3 separate regions of the Mus musculus genome follow, and regions 1 and 3 are each linked to region 2. Evidence: chromatin contacts called from public ChIA-PET and promoter capture Hi-C data. All regions are on one chromosome and are shown on one strand. The core of a region is the stretch at or near the end of the contact, and the rest is flanking DNA. Distances in the headings are between cores, read along the strand shown.

Region 1 (3,523 bases), core at 143-2,642, 310 kb before region 2:
ATGCATCAGCACTCTCACCTGGACCCCATAAAGAGAAGAGCTAACATCATGATGGTAACAGCCTCCACCAGCCTGTCATCTGGCCACATGGTGTGTGTGTCACAGGACTGACAGCCAGAGAATTGCAGACTGTCCCAGGAGTTGGAGCTTAGATCCATTCCCACTGTGGCACGCCTTCTGGAACTACCACCCGCTGGCCCATCCACTTGGACCTGCCATCCGTTTGCTTTCCCATTGTCTATCTTGACCCAGCCTCCCATTCCCCTCCACTGCATCCATGTTCTTTACATTTTGCTCCTATGCTGGGACTAGACTGTGACGTTCAGCTCTGACCTGTGGCCCTGAAGCTTGACTCTGGACTAGGCACCTCAACAAAGAATAAGGCGGAGACTGATTGAATGCTAAGCATCCTCCTGTGCCCACCATTCACACACTGATTGAATGTTAGGCATCCTCCTGTGCCCACCATTCACACACATGCGCACATACACATGCACACACATGCACACACACATGTACACACATGCACACACATGCACACACATATGTACACACACATGTACACACACACATGCACACACACATGCACACACACACACACACACACACACACACACACACACACTTTTTTTAAATCTTTATTTCCACAGAGATTCTTTGTAGCCCTATCAGATCCCTTGACTCCTAGACAAACAGACAGACAGACAGACAATAAATAGATATTACAGATAGATAATAGATGGACATAGAGGACACAACTCTTTTGTTCCCATCTTAGTTACTAATGTTAACTCTCAGATCACATGTCACACACTAAGTGTAAGTATGCCTATATCTACCTAGTTATCTGGGAATCAGGATTACCTGGCAAATTCCTTACAACAAATCTCCTATACCTTGTTAACTTATTGTTATCAATGACACAAGTGTGGTCTGTTTCTGATATGGTATGCTCATGACAAATACTCTTCCATGGAGAAAACAGAAAGACCAAAATCAAGTCTGGGCTACAACTTGGGAATTTGCCAAGTGAAGACCAATGGCTTGACCTTAACTGACCCCTACTTGCCTTAAGACAACAGCTCCCTGCTACCTGGAGAGGCCCTGAGTGGGACGGCAGATCTGAGGGGGAGGGGGAGGGGGAGGAAGAAATTTTCCCCTACTGTATTTGGCCAGAGAGGGAGTCATCCTGGACTGGAGGGCAGTTAGAGGCAGAGTCATACTTCCAAGGGTGATTTCAGTTTTCTTTTCCATTTTGTGTTTTCATTTTATGACAGCAACAAGTGTTTGGTGTCTTTTGTGGAAACTCCCCAAGTCCTGGGGCTGGGGGGGGGCACTTCCTCTGCTACCCTGGCTCCCTATAAAAGGTCTGCCTGAGCTGCAGAGCACCCCTTGCAGAGGACTCTGAGACAGCACATGCATCTCCCACAGCCTCTGCCGCGGGTACCATGAAGATCTCTGCAGCTGCCCTCACCATCATCCTCACTGCAGCCGCCCTCTGCACCCCCGCACCTGCCTCACCATGTAAGTCGAGGGTTCTGACCATCACAGCCCCACTCTGCCTCGATGCCAACCCATCTTGATACCCAGACCTCCCCTTCTTTCCAATCCTACTGTGTATGCTGCTGTACATTCTTACGCATCCTTGACACGGCTACCCTGTCATCACTGTTAGATGTCTTGTATACTAATGGCAGGATCCTCTGAGGAACTTTTCTGTGTCTTCAAAGATGATATTATGAATTCTGCAGGCACTCCTTATTGTGAACTGGTGCCGGGCTGACCTTTGAAAAATGACTTGCTCATATCTGTCACCAGTGTGGTTTCTAAGAAATGTGTGATACTGTTTTAGGTAGGATGGTCTTTCATTTCATAGTGAGAAAAGAAATGGGGCTTGCAAAATAAATAGGTAGATAGATAGATAGATAGATAGATAGATAGATAGATAGATAGATAGATAGTGAACTAAGTACCTACCGTGGGTCAGGCACTGTGCAAATGAGTTTAATGTGCCATCCTGTTTAATACAAATAGTCTTTCAGTAGTTGCTCTTGTGTTGCAGTGGGAAACAGAGGCCTAAGAACACTGAGATTCTTGTCTAAGGGTGCACACTGCTACAATTGTGGAAACTGGTATTCCAAAAGCCCTATCTGACTGGGAAGCTAAGCACCACAGCTCTGCTGTGGGATGAATTAAGTGACCACCAAGAGCTTCTCTGGTCAGAGCCCCTCGCTACAGGCCAGCCAGGTCCCAGGATGCTATGTGCACTTTCAGGCCCCTCTTAGGATCGTCACTAAGTTATGGAGCTTCGGCTTGGGCACTCCCCCAGAACTCATGCTACACCTCGAAGACACCAAGCTTTGAATCCACCAGGGGAGCTCTGAAAGCCCTGCTAAGGGCAGAAGGCACAGAGCGAGGAGAGGGATCCCAGCAGGGGCTTACGGTACAGAGCACAAGGCACAGGCTTGGCTCACGGACCAGACAAAACAGGCTTCTGTTGAACTCTCCACCATGGCAAATGTGTCCTCTGAGCCATTTCTGCCAAGGTCGACAACGACAGTCACTGCTTTTAAGATAAATCGTGTAAAGAGCCCAGCATAGCTGGCAATGAATAAAAGGGTTTCCTTTCTTCCTTCTCCCAGATGGCTCGGACACCACTCCCTGCTGCTTTGCCTACCTCTCCCTCGCGCTGCCTCGTGCCCACGTCAAGGAGTATTTCTACACCAGCAGCAAGTGCTCCAATCTTGCAGTCGTGTGAGTCTCAGCCCCATGGGTTCCTCTGTGGGGTATAGAAGCCATCCCACAACCCCGCCGTGATCCTTCTCAGGGGTGCCCCCTCTCACTCCCACTCACTCTCTGGGCTCCTCTAATAGCTATGGCTCCTCGTCTCCAGCTCAGAGTCTCCAACTGTAACATTAAAGGACTAGACACAGGGAGCCCTAGAGCAGCAGTTCTCAATCTGTGGGTCGGGTCCCCTTTGGCAAATCTCTATCTCCAAAAATATTGACATTACAATTCATAACAGTAACAACATTACAATTATGAAACAGTAACAAAAATAGTTTTATGGTTGGGGGTCACCACAACATGAGAAGGGCCGCAGCATTAGGAAGGTTGAGAACCGTAGCCTTAGAGGCTCCTGCCTATAGAGATAGACACAGTTCCTAGGACACCAACCTTTGCCTAATCCTCTGAGGAACTAGGGAGGATGGATCAAGGTCAGTTCCCTAATTTCAATCAAGTAAATAAAATCTAAAACCCTATCCATTTAAGAAGTTATAATGAGACTCAGCTTTAAATATGCATATTGATAGATTTGGGGAATATAATAGGGTGCTTGCTGGCATGTTGTGTCTATGTGTACTGTCTCTAAATTGTGCATAGCCCTGGCGGGTATGCACAAATTTCTCCACGTAATGAAACAGATTCAGAGGCATTTGCAGGCCTACTCAAAGCTGCACAGTAAGTGAGGGATGCAGTCTGTCTCTGGACCTACTTCCTGTATTAAAATAAAGTCATTAGT
Region 2 (3,382 bases), core at 825-3,324:
AGCAAAACTCCACAACAGCAAGAAGTCCTCAGGACAGTCGGGGTTCTGCCTCTTGATGTGGTTGTGCTAACCGGTGGGACAAATTCCATGAGTTCTAAGGCTATTTGGTTTTCCTCCTGCATGGAACCAAACATTTGGGTATATATTTTCATTCATCTATCACAGAGGTTCTATTATCCTCCCTGTTCAACCCGAGAATCACAAGAGTCAGTTCCACAAGTTTTGAGTCAAAATTGAAGCAAGCAAATGGATAAAGTGCCTAGTTATCATATCAAACCAGACATGAGCTGCTAGTTTCTCCATGCATCCCTCAGTCCCTGCCAGTTCCAGGGCGTTCCTGGAAGGCATGTTCTGCTCCTACCCTGAACTCTCCAGCTCAGTGTTGGGCCACCTTTCCCCAACTGCACTTCCAATTCAACCATTTTGGTTACCAGACCCATCTCTCTCTCCTTTGGGCTTCCTGGCTGTTGTATTTTATAAAAAGAAAGAGAAGAAGGCAGGGATATGTTTGGTGGAGGCATAGTAAGGTGTTGGGGAAAGGGTCCCTTTGCTGGCTCATGCTGAGGCATCCCTTCCCCCTGAGGTACCAGCCACGGGATGGTATAATATAGAATAGAATGTAGGGCATAGGGATGTGAGTTGAGGGAGTAGAGACAGAGAAAGGCAGAGATAGTAGTGGCTGGCCATGAGCACGTGGAGAGTAGGGAGGGGAATGAGGAGAGGGAGGAAGTGAGTAAGGGAGCAAGGGCAAGAGGAGAAGAGCAGAGAGCAAAAGTGAGGAGGGGGCAAGCAGTCCCTTTTATAGTGAGTCAGGTATACCTGGCTGTTGCCAGAAACTGTGGGCAGAGCCTAGACAAAATGCCAACCCGGGCTGCTGCACCTGGTACCTCTCTTTCCTCCCTCCCTCTCCTCCATCTCCTAAAAAAGCTAGGGACATGTTCATTCTGGACGCTCCAAGAAGATTCTGCCCCGTGGCTCTGCCTCCCTTTCAATCCACAAACTTTCTCTTCCACTATACCTGGGACCAGTCCTCTTCCTTTCTTTTTATTTCTTTTTCTCATACACATGGCGCCGAAAACCAGGACCAGTCATGTTTTCTTTCTTTCTTTCTCTTTTTCATTCAGCCAAGATGAAGGATTTTGCCCAGAACCACTCCGGGTCCCCAGAAAATGGCGGCAGAGGTAGTTTGCAGAGTCATCTAAAGGCGTATACCCATAAAGCCATTTGGCTTTCCCATCAGGTCCAATTAGAAGCAAACACATATCTTTACGTACTTCCTGCTTTTGTACCCAACCCTCCCCCTTAATTCAGGCAGGGGCATGCATGTTTCCTCACTTACCAACTGGGGGCAGGCTCCTAGAAGAAACTTCCATGCCGATGTTTCAATGTTTCGTTTTGGTAACACAAACTAACAGGCAGCCACGAAAACTCTTGACCAAACTCAATGCAGTAAAGAGTGCATTTTATACAGGGCTTTTAATATGAAGTTTCCTCCCCCCCCCCCCCATCTAATATATAGGCTAACTTATAATTGGATTTTTAAAACCTTCAGGTTGGATTTTAAAGTTAGCCTGGATGCGGAGGAAGGAAGGGCCAGCCAGGCGATACAGAGGGACTCATGTGAGCCTTGTGGCAGAAACTAAAACCACATGCTGGTCTCCTTGTCCTTTCTTGACAGCCTTCAGGGAGGGTGACAGGAGCGGTTGCAGGAAGGATGTGATAAATCTCACATACATTCAAAACATTTCTCAGGCCTCATGGTTATTTTCTGTGTTTCCTTCTCTTGCTCTCCATGATCTGAGGATATTGTTCCTTCCGCACTGGTCAGTTTCTTCTAAAGAGGCCCCCCGTGTGATTTCAGTTATATAGCAGGACTTTCTGACCCAGAAGCAGTACAAATGATGACACAGAGGCTATCGGGTATTTTAAAGCTTAAGCCTATAGCTGGGCAGATTTCCAACCAACTTTCTAGTTCATCCCGATTTGTCCTGGCATTACCTTCCATGTGTGGCCAGCTCTGCGTCTCTGCTCCTGTTCAGGTCCATCTTTCATCTCCGAGGCCCCAGGCGACTTTGGCGCCTTTGCTTTCTTTTTCCAGAGTCCCTCCCCAGGAAGTTCTGCCCTCCACTCTCTGCCCAGCTATTGGCTGTCAGCTCTTTATTACAGCCAATAAGCAAGTAAAGAAGGTCTAATATTTACAAAATATAGGACCTCTGATAGGCCACAGAAATAATACTAAGAGGCAGGCAGATTTCTGAGTTCGAGGCCAGCCTGGTCTACAAAGTGAGTGCCAGTGACAGCCAGGGCTACACAGAGAAACCCTGTCTCGAAAAAAACAAAAAAACATAACAAAACAAAAAAACAAAAACAAAAAAACCCCGACAACAACAAAAAAAGAAATAATACCAAGATCCGGCTCGCACTCAGCTGTCTGGCTAGTGCTTAGTTTGCTGATGGTTTATCCCTCAACATTGAGTATATAGAGAGCCACCTTCACATAATGCACCCCTAACTCAACTACAAGGATTTTGCTTTTACCTTTGGTGCCAGATCGTTAGTCCTGGTTTTACTCAGTGCTGGCCAGTGGATGAAATCAAGAGTCATGACCTTTTGTCTTCTCTCTCCTGAGAAGATTCCATACAGCAAGCCTGTAAGCTCCTCTCAGTAGTCTTGGTCCGTATTTAATATTTCATAAATGTTTGCTTTAAATTTGGCCTGAAGTGGTTGCGTTCATTTTTTTTTTTCCCAGCAAAACCCAGTATAAACATAAACCCTGCAGATGCACTCAGGCGATGCTGGGAGGCAGAAATCAGAGTGGCCAAGGACCTGGCACAGTCATCAGTGTTCCAATGTCTAGTTGCACAGCTAAAGTGAGAATTCCCCAGGATGCCTGGTACTCCAGGGATTATGCAAGGATGCCTCTGAAACAGACTCCTGTCCATTACATTCTCCTTGTCAGACTGATGGAACCTCTATGAGACACTAGTCATTTGTTACAGTTGTCTTTGATGTCATGTATATTTTGGTCTCTTAAGTCAATATCTGATCCATCTTTGTGTGTTAAGACTTGGAAGGCTATGAAACTAGATGACACAAGAGGGACTGATGGACCTCTGAAGGAAAGAAGTCCAATCGTTACATGTCATTGTCCTCTCTTATGTATCTATCCTATGTTTGTATGTTCTGACTCAGGGCTGTAAGGCACAGCTGCACCCAGGGCTCCAGGTGGTGCCTAGCTCCACCTTCAGCTGCTTCTTGGGAGCAGGAAAACTGCATTGATAAAAACTTCACATCTCAGAACACTGAGTATGCATAAGGGGATGGGGTTGGATGAAGGATTCACAAGTAAATCCCCGGGCTCAATGGAGAGCTTTGTAAAACC
Region 3 (3,413 bases), core at 812-3,311, 440 kb after region 2:
CAACACTGTAGAGACTGATTGTAAAGGTACTCATAGTGGATGGTGACCTTTAAATAGTACCAAGATACTGAAGCTTTGTCTTAAAAATCAAGAAAAATTACATTATGTTTATGAAGTTTCCCTGTGAAATATAACACATGAGACACTTTCAGAAAACAATGAAGCCACTATAACAGTTTTAGGATTTCAGAAGAGGGCCCCTTTGAGAAAAAAACTAATCAGAGTCTATAATCAGATGGACTGCCCAAGTTCAGAGCCTTACTTAGCCATTTAGCTGCTGTGTGAGCTCTGTTCAGTTACTTTCCCTCTCTGCTCCTATTTCATCTGTAAAATGCAGCTCACAGTAGTACCTCATTCAAAGAGTAGCTGTTTCTAAGTTGTTCCTTAGAAACAGAATACGCAATTCCCTTGCTTAATTCGGCGACCTGAATCAGGGGAGGTTGAAATAACTGGACTGTAAGAATCTAAGCAAGTGATGAACCAATTCAAGTGGAAAATGATTATTCCTATCCCTTCTTATATCTGTAATTATTTAAGTGGCTTTACAGTTTTAATTTTCAATTTACTGGAAACTATTTTTAGTCCCCACTCTGCTGAGAACTTTAATTGATATTGTGTCAGAGCAGCAAGAAGGCTGAGGTAGAGCGGAGCACAGCAGGTGTACTACTAAAGAAAGGGTTGGAGACCAAGCCTACCCATCTACAGCGGGGTGGGGAGGTGGGGGCAGATATCAGGCGACTTGGTTTTCTCCAACAAGGTGGACCCTAGCCAGACACCTTAGTTGGCCGATCCGATCCTCCCACCTCCAGCCCTAGAATTATAGGTATGAACCACCAAGCATGACTTCAGTTTATTTTCTATTATTTATTTTTCGGTTTTTTTGTTTGTTTGTTTTTAGATAGATTTTTCTATGTAGCTCTGGCTGTCCTGGAAGTCACTAGGAAGAGCAAGCTAGTGTTCTGAGTGCAGGGATTAAAGGCGTGTGCTACCACACCCGGCCCCAGTTTTATCTTAAAAAACAACAAAAAAACAACAACAATTACAACAGGACTAAGAGCTAGTTATGGTGGTTCTCGTCTGTAATCATATCAGAAGGCAAAGACAGAAGGATTGCTGTGCGTTCGAAGCTAGAAAGTCTGGTTTACTTAGTAAATTTCTGTCTAGCCAGGGTACGTCGTCAAGACCGTCTCAAAAGGAAAACAAGCAAGAAAACAAACCCCCCAAAGATTAGAACTACTTCATGGGGTGGTTAGGAAAACTACAAGGAGTACGAGGGCAAGCCGGACGTGGAGTTCTGAAGTTTGTATACCAAACTTGTGTATTTGACAATGTTCGACTTGGGGGAGGGGAGGTCCGTAACTGGCAGACTCAGGGGGTCACACAAGCCCTAACCGTTAAGAATCTGAGAGGCGAGTGAAGGCCGGCAAGGGCTGAGGAGGAGCTCAGGGCGAGTAGGAGTTCAACTTTCCGCAGAGTAGGGTGGGTAGGGTGTCGTATCGCCCATCCCGGGATACGACAAATAACTACCCGGGGAGACCGGCGCGAGGAGGCCGGGAGCCCGAAGAGCAAGCAGCACGCCGTTCTGCCCACAGGCTGTGCGGGCGAGCCGCGGCCGCGCAACAAGGCGGCGGAGAGGGACCGGCGGCGGCCCGGCCCCGACCCCCTGAGAATGCCCACTCTGGCATCCTGCCCTTCCCGGTGGCTGCCCAGGGTCCCGGGGGCCGCGGGCCTCCCGTGGGCTCCCGTGGGGGCGCCACGTCACGGAGGGTGTGCCCCCAGGCTGAGCGGCGGGCGGGGGAGGAGCCACGGCCACTCCAGCCACGCCGCGTTCGGCCCCGGCCCTCCCCACACGGCGCACCGCGGCCCGCCGCTCCGCGCCGCGCCGCCCCTCACCTGCCTTCTCGGCTGCCCTGGCTCTGACGCTCCGCACGAGCCACCGGACCAGGCGCCCACAAGGCCACGGGTCCCGCACGATGAATAGACCGCCTGTCTCTTTAAATACGGGTACTCCAGCCGGAGGCAGGGCGCAGGCGCAGTAACCGACTTGCGCCCTCGGACCCCGCCCCCTCCGGTCGCCACGTGGGTCGCTGTTCTATTCCTACCCGGAAATCTTGAACTGAGTGTTGGGTTGGAGTGGCGGCTTGGGGCGCAGCGTCCCTGAACTTCCTAGAGTTTCTCAGATTGTTAGATATTGAAGGTAGTGTTGAAAAATCATTGCAGTGATCCTAGGGATGGGAAGCTCGAGTCGTTCCACCTGTGTCTTCCGCACCGCAGGAGTTTTGCTGAATTAAAAGGCACTACTTTAATTAAAAAGGTAATTAGAAAATGTGAAGAACAGGGACTGTGGCCCCGTTTATGTCATTTAGCGAACTAGTGCTTCTAAACCTCAAATAGGCTCTGTGAGTTCAAGATGGCTAATTTTTCAAAAAATAAAAGTATTCAGGCCTTGTTCAGTCTGGGAAGGGCAAACAGTTGGGCTTTGTTAGGTAAATAAAGTGCAGATCGTGGAACTAAGTTCTATTTCTGAGGAAGAGTTTAGCTTTTTTTCCATAGGGAAAGAACGCTGTGAGGGGTCACTATAGTTGAAGCTGGTCAGGGGAGAGACTAAGACAAGCCGACTCACTAAAAGGCTGTTGTCCATATCAAAGTGGCCTTGAGATGGAGAGGAAGGTGTATGCTTGAATCTGTGTGAGGTGCTCAGTTATTTGTTCATAGAAATGAAGGGCTGATAGACGAGGTCTTTAACAGAACTGGAGAATGAGCCGAGGGAGGCTCTCTGGAGTTCAAGGTTGAGTGTCTGCTGTACTGAGGCCAGCTAGATCCTGGTGTTTGAAATGAGGTGAAGGCTCTTTGTTTTCTCTTAACTTGCAGCAGGATAAACCTGGGTTTGGAGTTCGGAAGGCCTTAGGCTCAAGGGCTCCAGTTGAGGAAGCGTGAACATTTTGACTGGAGTTGATCTTAACCCAATGGACTTTCCCTGTGCTGACCAACCCTTTCATCACAAGCAATATATTCGGTTGCTGAGCCCTGGAAATGTAAGCAGTCTGAAGTGAGAGATGCTGTAAATGAACACTGTACACTGACAAGTACCCAACACTTCCCCAAAGAGAGTAAAATACCTCATTAATAGTAATAGTGCATATATTCCAGTTATTTGCTGGCCAATTTTTTATGTGTTCGGTTAAAGAATATTTACTGTCACTCACCTGTTTGGTTTTACTGTCTTTGAACTAGGGCATCAGAAACGATGGGGCTGCGTGCTTAACTCCCATTGTTATGGCTCCAGCTCAGCACTCCACAGACAGAAAGCCTGTGGTGAGGAGCAGTGGGTATCTGCAAAGGCTTTCTCTTCTTAGACCGGGTTTCTCTGTGTAGCCCTGGCTGTCCCGGAACTCAAACTTTGTAGACCAGGC

Evidence for each region. Promoter capture Hi-C pulls out the DNA fragments that hold promoters and counts their contacts. ChIA-PET counts read pairs in DNA pulled down with a chosen protein or histone mark.
Region 1: a contact with region 2 is called in an RNA polymerase II ChIA-PET map of memory CD8 T cells, with 12 read pairs. The contact joins the promoter of Ccl5 here to the promoter of AI662270 in region 2. A contact is called at or near these places in 1 of 39 promoter capture datasets (hippocampal neurons) and 1 of 115 datasets of contacts at active chromatin or transcription factors (memory CD8 T cells).
Region 3: a promoter capture Hi-C map of pre-B cells shows a contact between it and region 2, with 4 times the contacts expected there. The contact joins the promoter of Lig3 here to the promoter of AI662270 in region 2. A contact is called at or near these places in 3 of 39 promoter capture datasets (the C10 cell line, the HPC-7 cell line and pre-B cells), 2 of 484 Hi-C or Micro-C datasets (B cells and hematopoietic stem and progenitor cells), 5 of 115 datasets of contacts at active chromatin or transcription factors (bone marrow-derived macrophages, epiblast stem cells, large pre-B cells and 2 more) and 1 of 9 other capture datasets (macrophages).

Annotation. Positions count from the first base shown.
Region 1 is chr11:83,528,387-83,531,909 of GRCm38.p6, reverse strand. Ccl5 (chemokine (C-C motif) ligand 5) reads left to right here and starts at 1,392. Exons shown (of 3, transcript NM_013653.3): 1 at 1,392-1,524; 2 at 2,643-2,754. The coding sequence starts at 1,449. The region is part of intron 2 of Gm32650 (a long non-coding RNA gene); the gene reads right to left.
Region 2 is chr11:83,222,268-83,225,649 of GRCm38.p6, reverse strand. AI662270 (expressed sequence AI662270) reads right to left here and starts at 2,074. Exons shown (of 4, transcript NR_015519.1): 1 at 1,999-2,074; 2 at 1,340-1,440; 3 at 1,019-1,198; 4 at 1-116.
Region 3 is chr11:82,779,757-82,783,169 of GRCm38.p6, reverse strand. Lig3 (ligase III, DNA, ATP-dependent) reads right to left here and starts at 2,061. Exons shown (of 20, transcript NM_010716.3): 1 at 1,894-2,061. Gm11423 (predicted gene 11423) reads left to right here and starts at 2,128. Exons shown (of 3, transcript NR_126067.1): 1 at 2,128-2,314; 2 at 2,872-3,035; 3 at 3,235-3,413.